Regions from separate parts of the Macaca mulatta genome. Here region 2 is linked to region 1. Evidence: chromatin contacts called from public Hi-C data. All regions are on one chromosome and are shown on one strand. Each heading gives the region's core, a stretch centred on a gene start, on an enhancer-like site or on the middle of the called end of the contact. The rest is flanking DNA. Distances are from core to core; before and after follow the strand shown.

Evidence for each region. Hi-C and Micro-C count contacts between places; a contact is called where the count stands out from the background.
Region 2: a contact with region 1 is called in a Hi-C map of liver, with 3 times the contacts expected there. The contact joins the promoter of SERGEF here to the promoter of SAAL1 in region 1. A contact is called at or near these places in 4 of 14 Hi-C or Micro-C datasets (cortical neurons, fetal cortex germinal zone, fibroblasts and 1 more).

The regions. Positions count from the first base shown.
Region 1 is chr14:47,349,497-47,354,058 of T2T-MMU8v2.0, reverse strand. SAAL1 (serum amyloid A like 1) reads right to left here and starts at 2,495. Exons shown (of 11, transcript XM_028833579.2): 1 at 2,325-2,495. The coding sequence starts at 2,456.
Region 2 is chr14:47,438,333-47,442,894 of T2T-MMU8v2.0, reverse strand. It overlaps SERGEF (secretion regulating guanine nucleotide exchange factor), which reads right to left and starts at 2,550. Exons shown (of 12, transcript XR_013403975.1): 1 at 2,459-2,550.

The sequences.
Region 1 (4,562 bases), core at 1,246-3,745:
CTGTACGGTAGTAAGAGGTGGTCATTTTTGCTTTGTAAACATTTATTCCTTGATTTAACATAATCAAAGAATCACTACAACCACCATCACTCACTAACTCACCAAAATTAGGTAAATAGTTCTTGTGTTTATTAACCTTTCTTAAATGTATTTATAGCTCACATTTATTTCAATATTTAATACTAGACGTGTTTTGGGTCCTCATTTAGAAGTTTGGTGATGTTCTTCTGTCCAGAAATATGCCACAGGAACTTAACTCTTGTTTATATCAATTAGCTATGTAAAATTGGTTTCATTATCAGTAATTTTGCTTCAAGTCACAATTTCCAAGAACCTACTGATGTTAAGTGAGGACTTACTTTAATAATAACCCATAATTGTTTAGAAGACACAAAGAAGCTACCAGCAAAGTATCTTCTCTTGCAAAAATCTTCTTTTAAAAACTTAGTGCCTTGGGTAGATCTATTCTTTCAACATTCACAAAGTAAATACTGTTGCTAGGCACTGGGGTAGATATACAAAGACGAGTTAGATATAATCCCTTACTTTTAAGATTTTTTTTTTTTTTAACTTTTAGGATCTAGTGGGGAAAGACATGTAAAGGGATAGTCATATTAGAAAAGGCAAAGTGGGCAGGGCGTGGTGGCTCAAGCCTGTAATCCCAGCACTTTGGGAGGCCCAGACGGGCAGATCACGAGGTCAGGAAATCGAGACCATCCTGGCTAACACGGTGAAACCCCGTCTCTACTAAAAAAAAATACAAAAAACTAGCCAGGCGAGGTGGCGGGCGCCTGTAGTCCCAGCTACTGGGGAGGCTGAGGCAGGAGAATGGCGTGAACCCGGGAGGCGGAGCTTGCAGTGAGCTGATATCCGGCCACTGCACTCCAGCCTGGGCGACAGAGCGAGACTCCGTCTCAAAAAAAAAAAAGAAAAAAAAAAGGCAAAGTGATTCAAATGAATTGTGGACAAAAAGTTGTGGTAGCAAAAATGATGGACCAATGACCTATTCCTGGGAGAAGATGGGGAACTTTCTCTTAGGTGTTGATATTTAAGCTAAATTTTAAAGGAAGAATAGTAGTTTGTCATGTGAAGAAGGAGAGAAGTGAGTATTCAGAGGAAAGTACAAGAGTTCAGAGTTGAGAGAGGGCCTAGCATGTTTGGGGATGGTGAACAGTTCGCTGTTGATGGAACATAGTGTATCACGAGAAGATGAGGCTGGAAAATGTATAAACAGCCCTGGATCCCAAGCTTCAAGAAATATGCATTTTTCTCCTATGCAAAGGGAACTAAGCAGTGTCATGAATAGCGCTGTCTTTAAAGATTATTCTGGCAGCTGTGTAGAAAATTAACTGGAGAGGATAGAGAAGAGAAGCAGAGGAACCAATGAGGGAAACATGGGGAGAAGAAAACCCACATTTACTGACAGCCTCCTATAAGTCAAACACCATGCTAAGCACTCTATGGCCATTATAATCTCACTTAACCTACACAATGACCCTATATATAATAATATAAATATTATAATCCCATTTTATAGAAATTAAGAGAGAAATAGAGGTTCTGAGCCGTTAGGTGACCTGCAGCTAGTGGGTAATGAAGCTGTGTTTTTTGTTTTTTTGAGACAGGGTCTCCCTCTGTCCCCCAGCCTGGAGTGCAGTAGCTGGATCACAGCTCACTGCAGCCTCCAACTCCAGGCTCAAACGATCCTCCAGCCTCAGCCTCCTGAGTAGCTGGGACTACAGGTGTGCACCATCACGACCGACTTTTTTTAAGTTTGTAGAAACCAGTTCTGTGTTGCCCAGGCTGGTCTCGAACTCCTGGCTCAAGCGATCCTTCCGCCTCGGCCTCCCAAAGTGTTGGCATTACAGACGTGACCCATCGCGCCTAGTCAGAAGCCACGTTTTTTATATAAAAGTTGTATAACCCTAAAATCACCATTTATTATATTACAACTATAGTCCATGAAATATATAAACTAAGGACCTGGGCTTCAGAAATGACAGTGGGGATGGGGAGTAAAACCCGAGCAATGCAGTTACACGATCGTGTATTTTTGGAGAACTTGCGAAACTACAATAGAACCGCAAGTATTCCAGCATCCCTAACATTATACTTCCCTTTGTGTCGAGAGACCCCGAGGGGCCCCAGATAGTTCTGGGGTCCGCAGCGGCCGGCGAAACGCAACAAGCGAGGTCCCGCAGCGCACGCCTGGGGAGGGGTCTTTGTGGGGATGGCGGCTCCCGGGGCAGGAGGAGCCGCCAGAGGCGGAGCCCGGGTGCCTGGGGGATGTGGGAAGAGCCCACGCGTGGCGCGAGTTTCCACACCTGGATGAGTCCGCTGAGGACGCCGAAGAGCCAGTGTTTGCTGTAAACCGTGCTCCCTATGCAGTCTCCACCGGCCACCTCCTCCTCCTCCTGGTCGCGACCCGGAGGCGGCGGCGAGGGGTTGCGATCCATGACTGCCGCGTCCCGCGTTCGAAGGCCGTGCCGGAAGCTGCGGAGGAGACGACCGGCACCCTAGTGCCAGAGCGCCCGGCGCACCCGGCGGGACTCCCCCTACAGCGCCCCCTGCTGTTCGGAGCTTGGCCAGCCAGCCAAGATGGCTTGACCTCACCCACCCCATTCTACCCAGGACCCAGGCACGAATATACTCATAATTATTTGTCACCCTCACTGAATCAGGTGTTCCATTTCTCCAGGAGCTCTTAGCCTGATTGAAGAAGGAAGGGTGGGGGCAGGGAGGAAGCCTCAGGAACAGATGTGAATCTGAAAGCTAGCGAACTTACTCTATTCGCCCTCTCTTCCTACAATCCTCTGATCTCTGGTCACCATTGCCATTCCTAAAAATATCCGTGGGCGAAGCTGGATGACTTGTAAGGGATTCCAGGGATCCAAACTGATTTGTAAAGCTAAAGAGGCACCATTTGTCCTCATTGGAATGGCAGGTTTTGCAGTAGTTGCTGCATATGGATTATACAAATTGAAGAGCAGGGGAAATAGTAAAATATCGCATCACCTGATCCACATGCGTGTGGCAGTCCAGCTTTGTTGTAGGAGCAATGACTGTTGGTATGGGCTGTTCCATGTATCCGGATTTCTATGCAAAACCTAAACCTTAGAAGAAGAGATGTTGTCGTTGTCTTGTTGGAGGAGCTTGACTCATTAATGAGTCATCTCATTATTGAAGTTACATGTTTATATTGAAAATGAATTATTTGAGTAGGTTCAGATGATACTATGATATTTTGAGTTTTCACTTCCTTTCGTGTAGGCTTGATTTGCCTTGTGACCAAATTATTAGTGACTCTAGTTCACTAACTAGATCATTCAGGGGAGTCAAGTTAACACACAAGAAACACGTCACCTAAATGAACTTGATGGTGTTAAAATGTTCAAATTCTTAAACTGTTAAGATGAAATTAATACTAAAGAAGATAGCAGGCCAGTCCCAAAGTACTCCCAGTTTCCTCCTGAATCTTGCATGCTTTAAATGTTAAGAGTCCAATTTACTCCAGTTAATTTAACTTTTTTCTGTCTGTCTTGTGGACTGGCTGACTCTTTTAGAACTCTTTCAAAAAAGTTGCATGAAATATAACTTGTAAAGCCTCCCACAACTGGCAGTATTGTGTGCATGTGTTTAAACCAAATCTAGAAATCTTACAACAGACCTGCATAGTATTAGTATTGATTAAATAACCATAATTGTAAACATGAGAAAACCTTCATTATGAATTTCAGTTTTGCACTTTTATAATTGCAGAATTACATTTTTGCTGCTGTTATATTAGAATAATTTTTCAGTGTCATCTTGAAACAGAAATATGTATTTTAAGCACCTATGCAAAGGTAAATGAAAAACACTTTTTAAATGGTTGCATTGTTTATTTTCTCCATAAGAATCATAAACATTAAACTAAACAAATTACCTATGATGGAATTGATTTACAACTATCCACTTTGATTTAATGGAATTAAATTTATAGATGATATAACCTACTTCCAGATGAAATTTCAAAAATATCAATATAATGTCCAAACAGGAATGGAGACATGCAATTATTTAAAATAAAATAATGTCCACCTGAATATTTTAAATACTCAGTCATAACTATATTAGAAAACATAATGAAGGTGTCCAATGTTTGCCTAGAATTACTGTGATACTTATGTCAAAGTCAAATAAAACATAGAGGTGAATCTCTAAACTTAAAGCATTTTATTTAGGAAGTAAGAATTGCAATTCACGGCATACACACAGATGAGACAGGTGGTTGTCTTCGATATATAGGGAGAACAAAGAGAAGGTTGGGGGTTTTATAAAAAGGAGAAGTGTTACACATTGTTTTGAAAGAAATTTTATTGGTTTTAGTAAGGTCTGGGGGAGCTTGCAAGCTAGGATTGGTGAGAGATGGCAGCAGGTAAAATTAGTCTTAGAGGCACAGTAGGTTGTTTCAGCAGCTGTTAGATAAAACTGGTCTCCGTTTACAAGAGGCAGTTTCAGCAGCCAGGCTTGCAGAGAGTTACCTTTTTGGAGACAGAGGGTCACCCTATGTTGCTCAGGCT
Region 2 (4,562 bases), core at 1,301-3,800, 89 kb before region 1:
TTACTTCTGGATAGGCAAAAAGTCTGAAGCCCTGTACCTTTTACTGTACCTTACTGTGTCTCTAAGAAAAAATAAAAAAAGAACATACAGTGAACCATCCCAGAGCTTACCTGGCAGGTGGTTAACTGTATGACCTTATCTAACATAGCATCCCCATATCACTCATTTTCTGCTTTATTTTTCTTCATGCCACTTCTTGATGTTACATTATATATGTCTACTTATTTACTGTACACCTCCCCTGCTAGAAACTAAACTCCAGGAGGGCAGGAACTCTGCTTTGCTCACTGCTGTTTCCCCTGCATCTGAAACTGTGCTGGCCCGAAGAAGATGTACATGCATTTATATGGTGAATGAATGTAAGACCCTGTGAAAGACTGTCGCTCAGCAAGAAGGGGAATATAGAGTATACACACACAGTATTTCTTGGTCAGCCCTGAGATCTCCGTGGCTGTCCCATTACCAGGGGTGCAAGGCTGCTGAACACCTGGGAGAAAAGTAATATGACACATGGGCACTCTGAGGTTCAAATTATGGTACCAATTTTTGTAATGCTGGGAGAGGCCCTAAATCCAGGATAAAGCAAGACGATGGGAAATTTAACACAACCTATTACAACTGTTGTTTGCCTTTCTTCCTTACAAACACTCCAGACATATCACACGTGTACATGCATGGATGCACACACACACACACACACACCCCTAACAAGGTAACTGTGGACTGAACTTTATTCCCCCAAAATTCACATGTTGAAGCCCTAACCTTTAGTACCTTACTGTATTTGGAGAGAGGGCCTTTAAAGGGGCAATTAAGGTTAAATGAGGTCATAAGGGTGGGGCCCTAATCCAATATAACTGGTGTCCTTAAAAGAAGAGACACCAGGGATGCTAACACACATAGAAAAGGCCATGTGAGGACACAGTGAAAAAAGCCATGTGAGGACACAGTGAGAAACAGACATCTGCAAGCCGGAGAGAGGCCTCGGGAGAAACCAAACCTACTCACACCTTGATCTTGGCCTTCTAGCCTCTGGAACTGTGAGAAAATAAATTTCTGTTGTTTAAGCCTCTATTGTGTGGTATTTTGTTATGGTAGCCCTAGCCGGCCAACACACCCCCACAGTTTCAGATTATGCAGCAGCAAAAACACACCACCAGTTCTCCAAACACAGCAGAAGGGTGTCAACAACCTATTAAACATATTTTACAGACATACTGTTTCAGTACAGACAAGGCCGAATATTAAAGGTTTGTTTCTGCCTGATGTTTCCTCTGTCCACACAGACGCCAGTCTCCTGCCTGGAAAAAGCCAGAGACAGCACATATTCAATCCCCCAGCTCCCGGGCCACCTCAAAGACGCCAGCCAGCCAGACTACCGCAGGCCATGCTCTCCCTCCTGCCAAACTGTAGCACCACATTCAACAAGTGCCGCCTTGTACTGATCATTACTTCTTTAAAAAATGGTCAATTAATACTGATTTTTAACAGCAATGCAGGTTATACTTTTGCTCTCACCCAACACAAGAACTGGAAGTCTCTCACTCATGTGTATTTCACTCATGTGTATTTCCCCAACACCAGCACATGGGTAGGCACACGGATACTCGTTCACTCATTCGTCAACAAGTATTTACTGGGGACCTACGATGTGCCAGACACCAAGAGAGACACTGTGAACAAGACAGGCACAGCACCCACTCTCACCACACTTACTTTCTAGCCAGAGAGACTGACGTTAATAATAAATTATACACATCATTAAAATTGTGATACGTGCTATGAAGAAGCACAAGACGCAGCGACTGCTCATTCCTGTGCATGCTGGTCGGCCACCTGCCACGCTCCTGTGCACGAAACCTCCTGTCTCCCAAACACACATCAAGATGACCCCGTCTCTCCCAATGCTCCCGTTAAACCAACAGCAGCCCAACTCCCCCAAGACAGGCAAGAACAGGTCACAGCAGAGTATCAGCAAATAGGTAGGGTCTGTGCCTTGTGCGCGACCAAACACCGCAGGCCTCACATCCAAAGGATGCACTCGCCAGGCTGGGACACGGCCTCCCTCCTCCAGGCATCAGGAGGGTGGGGGGCACAGGTGGCCCCACGGGGCTCTGGGACCGGGCGATCCTCTCCACCGAGCCCTTCGCGCTATCTTCCAGGCGCTATGCGGGCTGGAGGGCTCTCGCGGAACCAGACGCTCTGCCCCGAGGCAGGTTCTTCCCGCAGCGCCACAGCCCCTCCGGCTCCGGCCCCGCCAGCCGGCAGGCCCCTAAGTCGACCGCAAAGACCCTTCCCTCCCCGCCCGCTCCTCCCCTGCTCCCAGCCCAGGATCCTCCAACCCAGAGCCCGGCTAGGACCTCGGCCACCCAGCCCCTGAACTGCCCAGGCCGCGGCCAGGAGCTCCCACGTCTCGGCGCCCCTCAGCTGGCCCTGGCTCGGGGGCGGAGTCACGTACCCAGGCGAAAAGCACGGCCGCCGCGGGGGCGGCCTCTGAGGCGCTGGGCTCGCGCTCCATACGAGGTCGCTCTGCTGGCGCTTCCGGGAGGGACCGCACGAGGGCGGGGCCTGCCGGGGAGGGGTGGGCGCGGGAGCCCTGGCGCAGGGGCGGGACCTGGGTCGCGAATGGAGCAGGCGCTGGGAGGGATCTGTGGTGGGAAGGGGCCTGCGGGCCAGGAGAGGGGGTGCGGACGCGCCCTCGGGCCTTTGGGGACCAGTGGTGGGCGGGGCCGAATGACAAACCCGGAGCCGCCTCCCAGTCAGCCCGCCCTGGCGGCGCTCGCAGCGTCTCCGCCCGCAGCCTCCTGTCGCGCTGGGCCTCTCAGCCTCTCGCTCCTCCCCCTCGTACTCTTTATTTTTAGTCATAATTTCATGTTTCATACAGGTGCACTGCGCGCCACAGTTCACAAAGCTCCTTCGTGTTTTTGTCTCCTTGGAGGCCTACGACAGCCCAGAGGGGTTGACAGGGCAGGGATGGCATCACCATTTGCGGGAACAAGAAATGGAGCCTGACGGGTAGGGCAGGGTCCTGCCGGGCATCTCAGGAGCAATTGTCTTGAGCCTGCTTTGATGTGCGTTCGCAAACATCTGAGGGGGCGCCTTGGGAGGCGAGTGGAGTGGCACGTCGCCAGTGTCGCCCTCTGCACCTGGCATGGAGCGGGAACCCGCGCCTCACGACGCTGAATGGGGGAGGCTGGTTAGCGTGGACTCCTGCCGGGGCAGCCTCGGCACGGCCCTGAGCTCATTCTATTAATAATACTGGATAATCGTCACCCAACGAACATTTCCATATAAAATGGCTTTTCTCAGACAGCGTCGTGTTGCTGGTGGGAGTTAAGTTCAATTTATCTGAAGGAAAATATGGCACTGGTATCAGGAATACAGAACACATGGGGTCACATTAAAGATGATCATCCACATTCCGTAGCACTTGGCCCCTCTGCTGACAGGGGTCTCCAGCACTCACCGCCCTTCACACCTGGGCTTCTGGGAAGTGTCTTAGTGAGCTCTTACACTGCTCTTTCCTGTTCTTTCACTCCATCCACTCTTAGGAATTTCTGCCTGTAAGACCACTTGAGGGCAGCCCTCACCTTTCTCTCTCCAACGTGTGGCATCTGGAGAATGTCGATGACCATACCAAGAAAAACGCCAGCTTTGGAGAGATAAAACAGCTCTTCATTCTCTAGGGATCTGAATGTGAAGGAGCTATACCATGCTTGCTGACTCTCTTATGAGTGGGCTTTTTTGTGCTGACCATTTCTTGCTAGCATGTGTAACAAGATGTAAAAATGGGACTCTTCCCCACTCAGTTTTTATTGGGGGAACTCGCCCCCAATATTTCAATGTAGGTTCTTTCTATTTTCCACAAGTGTCGGCCAGCTGAGAAATAAAGAGAAAGAGTACAAAGAGAGGAATTTTACAGCTGGGCCACTGGGGGTGACATCACATATCGGTAGGACCATGATGCCCCCCAAGCTGCAAAACCAGCAAGTTTTTATTAAGGATTTCAAAAGGGGAGGAGGTGTGTGAACAGGGAGTAGGTCACAAAGATCACATGCTTCAAAGGGCAAAAAGGAGAACAAAGATCAAATGCTTCTGAGGAAACAGGATAAGGGCAAAATCAGAAACTCCCGATAAGGGTCCAACAAAGATCACAAGGCAAAGGGCAAAAGCAAAGATCACAAGGCAAAGAGCAAAAGCAGAATTACTGATAAGCGTCTATGTTCAGCAGTGCACGTATTGTCTTGATAAACCTCTTAAACAACAGAAAACAGGATTTGAGAGCAAAGAACCAGTCAGACCTCAAATTTACCAGGATGGGGTTTTTCCCCACCCTAGTAAGCCTGAGGTTACTGCTGGAGACCAGGGTGTATCTCAGTCCTTACCGCAACCGCATAAGACAGACATTCCCAGAGTGGCCGTTTGTAGACCTCCCCCCAGGAATACGTTCCTTCCCCAGGGTATTAATTATTAACATTCCTTGCTAGGAAAAGAATTTAGCGATATCTTCCCTACTTGCATGTCCGTTTACAGGCTCTCTGCAAGAAGAAAAATATGGCTCT